2 separate regions of the Mus musculus genome follow, and region 2 is linked to region 1. Evidence: chromatin contacts called from public promoter capture Hi-C data. All regions are on one chromosome and are shown on one strand. Each heading gives the region's core, a stretch centred on a gene start, on an enhancer-like site or on the middle of the called end of the contact. The rest is flanking DNA. Distances are from core to core; before and after follow the strand shown.

The links. Capture Hi-C pulls out chosen DNA fragments and counts their contacts.
Region 2: a contact with region 1 is called in a promoter capture Hi-C map of pancreatic islet. The contact joins two enhancer-like sites. A contact is called at or near these places in 3 of 39 promoter capture datasets (the C10 cell line, HPC-7-derived erythroid cells and hematopoietic stem and progenitor cells), 2 of 115 datasets of contacts at active chromatin or transcription factors (both in embryonic stem cells) and 3 of 9 other capture datasets (adipose tissue, liver and pancreatic islet).

The regions. Positions count from the first base shown.
Region 1 is chr7:109,796,641-109,800,650 of GRCm38.p6, reverse strand. Scube2 (signal peptide, CUB domain, EGF-like 2) reads left to right here. Exons shown (of 22, transcript NM_020052.2): 21 at 1-77; 22 at 1,246-1,961. The coding sequence ends at 1,398. Among named protein-coding and RNA genes, the nearest start is that of Nrip3, 17 kb to the right of the region's middle. Within about 2 kb of position 1,805, at least 5 of the 459 cell types and tissues checked have an H3K27ac peak or open chromatin away from gene starts, as enhancers often do. A contact at or near this core is called in pancreatic islet, where this site is marked.
Region 2 is chr7:109,922,936-109,926,945 of GRCm38.p6, reverse strand. It overlaps Dennd5a (DENN/MADD domain containing 5A), which reads left to right. Exons shown (of 23, transcript NM_021494.1): 5 at 1-119. Among named protein-coding and RNA genes, the nearest start is that of Dennd5a, 35 kb to the left of the region's middle. Within about 2 kb of position 2,360, at least 27 of the 459 cell types and tissues checked have an H3K27ac peak or open chromatin away from gene starts, as enhancers often do. A contact at or near this core is called in pancreatic islet, where this site is marked.

The sequences.
Region 1 (4,010 bases), core at 556-3,055:
ACTACCAGGAGCTCATTGAAGACATAGTTCGAGATGGCAGGCTCTATGCCTCTGAGAACCATCAGGAAATACTGAAGGTGAGTTCCTGCCTCAGCACACAGGAAGTTAGCATGAGCTCCCACATACGGCTTCCAGACATTGACTTTATGGGGAGCAAGGTCAGCTCCATCATTCCCCACGATTTAATTTTGTTAAATATCAAATTTCTGTCTTTAGTGTTTTATATATATAAACTTTAGTTATATATATAATTTTGAACTTTTCTACCATCTCTCCTAACTCCTGCCATACCCTGCACAAAGTATTCCCTTTCCATCTTCATGACCTCTCTCTTTTTCTAAATAACCCACTGAGTTTAATAAGTTCGATCGTAGTATATATGATTAGTGTATGCACATAGTTGTAGGGTTAGTCACAGGAGCATGGCCATGTCCCTGAAGAAAACTAACCCTCTCTCCTCCAGCAGCCATCAGCTGCTCATAGCTTCTCAGTTAAGGGTAGTGCACTGTGAGCTCTTTACCCATCCATCCTGGAACTCTGCCTTGATCTTGTGCTGGTCTTATGCAGGCAAACACAGCTGCTGGAGTTCATGAGTGCATGTGTGGAGGGTGAGTGCTTAGAGATCCAAGCCAGGAGGCTGGAGCGATGGTTCAGCAGTTAGGAGGATCCAGGTTCAAAGCCCCAGCACCCACATGGCAGTTCACAACTGTCTGTAATTCCAGTTCCAGGGGATGTGACCCCTTCACACAGATACACATGGAGGCAGCACAACACCAATGTAAATTTAAAAAGAAAAAAGAAAAAAAAAAAAAGAAATCCAAGCCAGGGGCATATAGTGTTTTTATGTTCAACTTTAATAATGAAAAGACCTTTGGCTCCTAGTTCGTGCTTCAGGCTCAAAGCTCACCCACCACATTTTAGATACTTGTAAGTGACCAATAGTAAATACTTACCATACCACTTAACCCTAAACTATTTTCCAAATCTCTATGTTGTATCTCATCTGGGTAAGAAAAAGCAGTTTCCATATATCAAATCTTCTTTCATAATGTAATTCATAGTTATTATTAGCAATTAAGAAAAATTAAAACTGGAAAGACGATAACAATCAGAGGAAACCGTTTTTTACCAAGCGACTTCTAGCTAGTGAACCTCCCATCGATTGCGAGTCATTATGATTCCACTGGCAAAATGTCAAAAGATTTGAGTGTCTTGGCCCCATAACAAAAATTCTGTTCTCTTCAGGATAAGAAACTGATCAAGGCTCTGTTTGATGTCCTGGCACATCCCCAGAACTATTTCAAGTACACAGCCCAGGAGTCCCGAGAGATGTTTCCAAGATCTTTCATCCGATTGCTACGTTCCAAAGTGTCAAGGTTTCTGAGGCCTTACAAATGACTCTTCCCACACGCCACTGTGGACAGGGTCCTACTGTGGGCTCAGTGGGCTGCAGCCGGTTTCCCTCCACATGCCGCCTGCCATCGGATTATTACCACCAGTACCAGTGACTCGTCAGAGTTCAGTTTTTATAGACAATACAGATATCTTGATAAACTGAACTTGGGTTTTCTTTCCCAACATTTCAGATGTGGACTGCGTACGCTTTGAGTAGCACTGTGTGGGCACATGTCCTGGATGTTGTGAGGGCTGACTGAACTGGCCTCCTTTCGGGTTCTCACTCCTCCGACTGTCTGTATTGGAAAGGAGGCCACAGAAAGGCTACTCTGGCTTCATCACCATATCCTCCAGGCCAGTCCTCTCCCAGGAAACATCTGTACTCATCAGAGGTGACCAGGCAACAGGCAAGCAGGAGGGAAGGACAAGCCACTCAGGCCTTCTGAGTCACGGGAAGACTCAGGTCCTCCCAGCCTTCCACAGCCTCTGCAATGCCAGTTTAATCCTAACTGTGTGAGTTCTAAACAGTGATGATTAAAAAAAAAAAAAAAAAAAAAGACTAGAAAGAATTAGAAACAAAAAGGCAAGTATAGCCCTCTGGAGGCATGAATAGCGTACACACACACACACACACACACACACACACACACACACGCACACACACCAAATGCTGAGGGCTGCTTGCCACACATCGTCTCTGCCCTCAGTCACTGGAGCGCTGTTCTAGGGCTTGGTGAGTTCTTGAATGTGATCTTGATGGATGACAGCTATCCACCATCATGCAAGAGAAACTCCACCAGTTCAGGCAGGGTCAGCACGGGGAGGGCTCCCCACAAGTGCTGGTAGTGACTGGCACAAGTACCTTCCTTTTCCATTTTCTCAGAGTGAAACTGAGTCTAAGATGAAGTGGCATCGTGAGGGGCATGGTGTAGGGGCATTGCTGTCATTCTGACTGTGCGGTCACACACCGGCTCACAAGCCACATAGGGGAATCACTTTGGTCTGTACAGTGGATCCACACCTTGACCCCCTCCCCCATGGACTCTACTTTTCAACATTATTGAGCTTTTACATTTAACCCCCCCCAGGCAAAAAAATCTCATTACAGTGGATGAAGAAGATATTCTAGTAGGCCAGAGGTGTAGCTCAGTGGTAGAGCACTGGCTAAGGATGTGCAGGGCTCTGGCCCTCAATGCCACTCCCCCAAAGAATCCTGTCAATCAAGCTGCCCTCTCTGTAAAGGATTCACTGGCTGCACATAGCCATGGGGTTTTGTTCTTTCTGTGGCAATTATAGCACAGAATTCTGTGTACCAAAGTACTAAAACAAAGTTTAACAAGCGTTTTTAAGAGAAAAAAGAATATTTCCTTATTATTAGACTTGCTTTTCCACCTCAATTTATTTTTTTTTAATTTTAATTTTTTTTTTCGAGACAAGATTTCTCTGTGCTGTCCTGGAACTCAATTTCATTTTTAATCTATTATGACATTGACTTTTATATCTATTTTTTAAATAGATAGAGTCTAACTATGTATCTCTGGCTAGCCTCAGTTTGACCTACCTTTGCCTCCCAAGTACTGGGATTAAAGGTGTGTGCCACCAACCATGTCTAAAGATGCTGACATTTTTAAAAGCCCTAATGAACATTTCATTTTTATGTGGATGAAATTTCTCTTTAAGAATGTGAATGTCGGGCTGGTGAGATGGCTCAGTGGGTAAGAGCACCCGACTGCTCTTCTGAAGGTCAGGAGTTCAAATCCCAGCAACCACATGGTGGCTCACAACCACCCGTAACGAGATCTGACTCCCTCTTCTGGTGTGTCTGAAGACAACTACAGTGTACTTACATATAATAAATAAATAAATCTTTACAAAAAAAAAAAAAAGAATGTGAATGTCTTGTTAGGCACAGTGACATTAAGATCAAGAATTTGAGGTCATGCTCAGCTGCATATGGAGTTTGAGTCTGGGCTACGGGAGACCTTTATTTCAAAAGTATTTTTTTTAAACCATATTCAGTTAAAAAAAAAAAAAGGCATTAAGATCCGGGTGTGGTGGCACATGTTTTTAATCCTAGCACTAGGAAGTCAGAGGCAGGTGGATCTCTGTGAGTTTGAGGCCAGCCTAGTCTACATAGAAAGTTCCAGGACAGCCAGGACTATTATACAGAGAAACCCTATCTTGAAAACAAAACAACAAAACAAAACTCATGAAGAGACTGGAGAGGTGTTTATCAGTTATAAGCACTTAGTGCTCTTGCAGAGACCCAGGTTCAGTTCCTAGCGCCCACATCAGGTAACTTCCTGGTGATCTATCACCCTTTTCTGGCCTGTTTGGGCACTGCAAGTATGTGGTACACATGTATTCTCACACACACACACACACACACACACACACACACACACACACACCTACCTACCTACCTATGTAATTTAAAAATAATAAATCTTTGTTTTTAATGTTTAAGAATTTATTTTATGTGTTTTGATTGTATGTATGTCTGTGCACCACATACACGCCTGGCCCAAAGAAGAGGGTGTTGGAGTCACTGTGACTGGAGTTAAGCTAATATGTGGGTCCTGGGAATCAAACCTAGGTCCTCTGGAAGAGCAGTC
Region 2 (4,010 bases), core at 1,111-3,610, 130 kb before region 1:
TCTATGTCCCCATCCTCCCAGCTTCTCTCCTGCATTTCTTAGATGCTCCTGTACCATACCTGATGGGCTTGCATTCCAACGGCCTGGATGACCGCTCCAAGTTGGAGCTGCCTCAGGAGGTGAGAAGAGAAGTCAAGTGCTGTGCCACTCACCCTCTCCAGCTTGGGGGAGATGAAGATTCTGGGAGGAGCCCAGCATGGTGCCACCAAGGGCCTTTTGGGGGCGAGTGGGGGGAGGGGAGGCTTGGAGACAGGGACAGGGAACATGAATAACTTCAGGAAAAAATACAGTGAACCGTTAGTCCCAAATTTATATTACTCCATCATCATGTGATGTACCCAGTATGTTTTTATTTTTTATTATTGCTTTTTTTCCCCCATACACATTATTTTTTCAAACATGTTTCTCAGTTTTATTGCCATCTATGGCTAATATATACTTGTATTCCTGGGACAAATTCTGTCCCCCTTAGGACTCTTCATCTTCATTCTCCATGCACTTTAGGCACGTGGGTATATAAAGAAGTTGCTCGGAAACCAGCAGTGTTCTTAATGTTGGAGGAATTGTTTGTGTAAGAGACCCCAGTGTTCTGTGTGTTCTGGTGTGTGGACGCTCTGCTATGTGGCTTTCTCCATCGTTGGAACAGCCTTTGCACTTGAGTTTCTGGCCTCCCGCTGTGGTCTGCTTGGGGAGAAGTAGACAGTGGGAGGCAGGGCACTGACATGCCCTCCCAAAGCAGCTGTCTATGGCCTTAGAGTCCCATTCACCCAGGCCACACAGTTTTGCGGGCAGTTCCTTAGCTGAATATTTTCTACCCTGATTTATAGCAGACAACCTCTGTGGGGGTAAAGAGCTGCGGGTCAGTATTTTAAAAAGTAAAACATTACACAAGATGAGGTAAGAGTAATGGTATCCTTGAAACACACTTTTCTGTTATTCTCAAAAGAACACATGTCCATAGTACATAAAACGAGCAGTAAAGGAAGCATGAGCTCACATTTTATCCCTCAGGTAATTTAGCATTTTAGTTGACATCTTTGGACTATAAGGGGTCTTTAAACTCCGCTGTTGGAGGGGAGTGTGACAGCAGGATGGAGGACCTTACTGTGGTTCTGTGCCAGGTAGCAGCAGGATACTGAGGTGGTAAGCCTGGAGTAGAAAGACACTTTCTGTAGAAGAGTGTTCATTTCTTAGACCCTCAAATTAGAATTCATCAGCTGCAGCCGTATCTTTGGCCATCAGAAGTCTGTAAAAAAGCCCTTTGTTCTTTTTAACACCAACACATGATCTCAGTGGCCTTGAGCAAATGAGAGCCTGAGCTGGTCTGGTGAGGCATCTTTTGTTTTGGCTTCTCTTTGGGGTTTCATTGTCTGAAGATGCAGCCATGTCAGAAAGTAAGCTTGAGAGCATTAGAGTGAGGGAAGGATGTTGTGATCATAAAAAGAGAAAGAACTATAAGAATATGTTCTGGTGGGGTGTGGGGGAGGGGATGCCCATGCTGAGGCATCCCTTCCCCCTGAGGGACCAGACACACCCCAGTAAAGTATAGAATAGAGTTTATTTAGGGCATGGAGAGGGGAGTTAAGAGAGTAGTAGAGGCAGAGAAAGGCAGAGAGAAGGAGAGAGTAGATAAGTGAAAGTCGGCTATGGAGAGAGGGAGGCAGGGAATGAGAAGGGGGACGAGGGGGCAAGAGGCAAGAGAGGCAAGAGTGTAAGAGTGAGAGGAGAGGCCAAGTGGCCCCTTTTATACTGGGCCAAGCCTACCTGGCTGTTGCCAGGTAACTGTGGGGCAGAGCATACCTGGCTGCTGCCAGGAACTGTGGGGGTGGAGTTTAGACAGAATACCAGCAAGGGGCTGTCCCTGTCTTCTCTGGGGACACTCTCAGTAGCTTTCCAGTAGGATCCTATGTGCTGAAGTGCCTCAGTGATGAACTCACAGAGGTACTGAGGGAGAACTGATTTGGCTTGGCATCTGAGGTTGGCAAAGGGCACTGTGGCCCTTTGAAGGAAGAGTTCAGGAGAGTTTTGGGATCTGGAGGATTCATGAGGAATACCTTAGACAGTGGCTGTCTTACCATGCTCCCTTTCATCATGGCAGAGGTGAGCAGAGAACTGATTGTTTGGCTTCAGTGTCTGCCACGTTTTGCATCTTCGCAAAAAAAAGTCACACAGGTGCCGCTGGCGATGCTTGCAGATTTGATCATAGGTTTATAAATTGCTTCAGCTGCCAGCCTGTGCTGAGAGGAAACAGCATGAGACTGTTTTATGAGCCTAGAAGTTAAATGGCCTCTTTTTTCATTTTGCCCTCTTACCCCTCCCTTTTTGGCCCTGTTGTGCAGAATGACGAGTGAAGAGGTCTACTTAGCGGTTCCTGTGTATCTTAGCCACCTCTGAAGTGTGTGCCTGAGCTGTGCTCCTCAGCCACCTCTCATCAGGGCATCCACAGAATTTGGGCTTGATAAAGTTCTTTATAGATGGGGCTGGAGAGATAGCTCAGTGGTGAAGAGCATTGGCTATTCTTCCATTCCTAGAACCCACATGGTGGTGCTAGTTCAGGGGATCTGATGCCCTCTTCTGACTTCCCCAGGTACCAAACACACTTATGATGCCCAGACATGCGTCCAGCCGTATGGGAAGAGGGGCAATGAAGAAAGCATCAAACGCGCCATCCATGATTAGAGGGAGGTTTTTATTGTGAATAAAAGAGAAAATAACCACAGCCTTGTGGAAGAGTCCAAACTAGAGAGAAAAAGAAGCAGACTAGACATGAAGGGCTAGGGAAGTAGGGCTAAGAGGGTGGTAGCAGAAAATATTGTGTTATAAGGAGGATGAGTAGCTGCAGGAGGGCTGAGGGTTTGGGGTGGTGGTGAGAAGGGTGGTGAGGGGCTTTGAAATGTGTGAAAGAGGTCTGAGTGAGGAGCCTGGAGGCTAGTGTGGACTTGGATATGCTGATAACTGCAGGCATAAGTCAATGGAGCCTCTTGTCCCATTTGCCAAAAGCAAGGGAAATGACTCCTTTGGCTGATTTGGAGCCTGTTTTACAAGTTCCTGAGGAATGCTGACTTTTATCTAACCACCGGAAATCCTCCTGTAGGAGCTGGAATTGGACTAAGGCTGGATATGTGTACTGCCTAAGACCTGACACAGGCAAAGCATCCGTACAGATTAAATAAATAAATAAGAATTCTTTATGGACACTCTCTATTTGACTCACAGCAGTGGGAGAGAAGCTACCAAGCATTATTGGGTGGATCTAGATATTTTAGTTGCTTTCCTGATTCTGGTTGGAAAAACTGCCCCCAACCCTCTTTTTAAAAGATGAGCCAAGGGGTAAGAGATGAAAATGTGTGCCTTTCATTTTGTCAGCTTTGTAAAGGACCCTTGACTAGATGAGTTGATTTTGTTTTGATTTTCTTTTTTGATGGCTTGGCCTAAGAGCATTAATAATGTTAAAAAAAGTAGTCTATTTTTAGGTTATAAATATTTGTTGGCCTTTAATTAGGCAGAGTCAACATTATCTAGTTGGAGGAACTCAGAAGTAAGGTTTAAAGTGGTTCTTCTTAGTTTTTGGATGTTTGAGATGGAAAGCTTTCTTTTATCGTCACAGGTTGGAAGGGTGATTGATGCACTCAGCATAAACGATGCAGGGTCCGTTCAAAATGCAGCTGTAGGAGATGAGTTTTATGGATTGACTGTGTTAGCGAGCTTATGTTATCCTCTGCCTGCTTCTTTTAGAACGTAAAGGCTATTGAGACAAGGTTAAACTTGTGTGTCACTGGGACATCATTTGGCATATTGGAACAATGTCTTGCTGAAGGAAGGACCCTTATCTGATGCTATAAGGAAACCTGTTTCACATAGATTAAAAGTTAAATGAGGGGGAGCAGTGAGGCAGCTCAGTTGGTAAAGGTGTTTGCCAACAAACCTGACAATCTGAGTTACATTCTTGGAACCCACCTGGTGGAAAGAAAGAGCCTACTCCTGAATATTGTCTTTAATTTCGTTCGTGC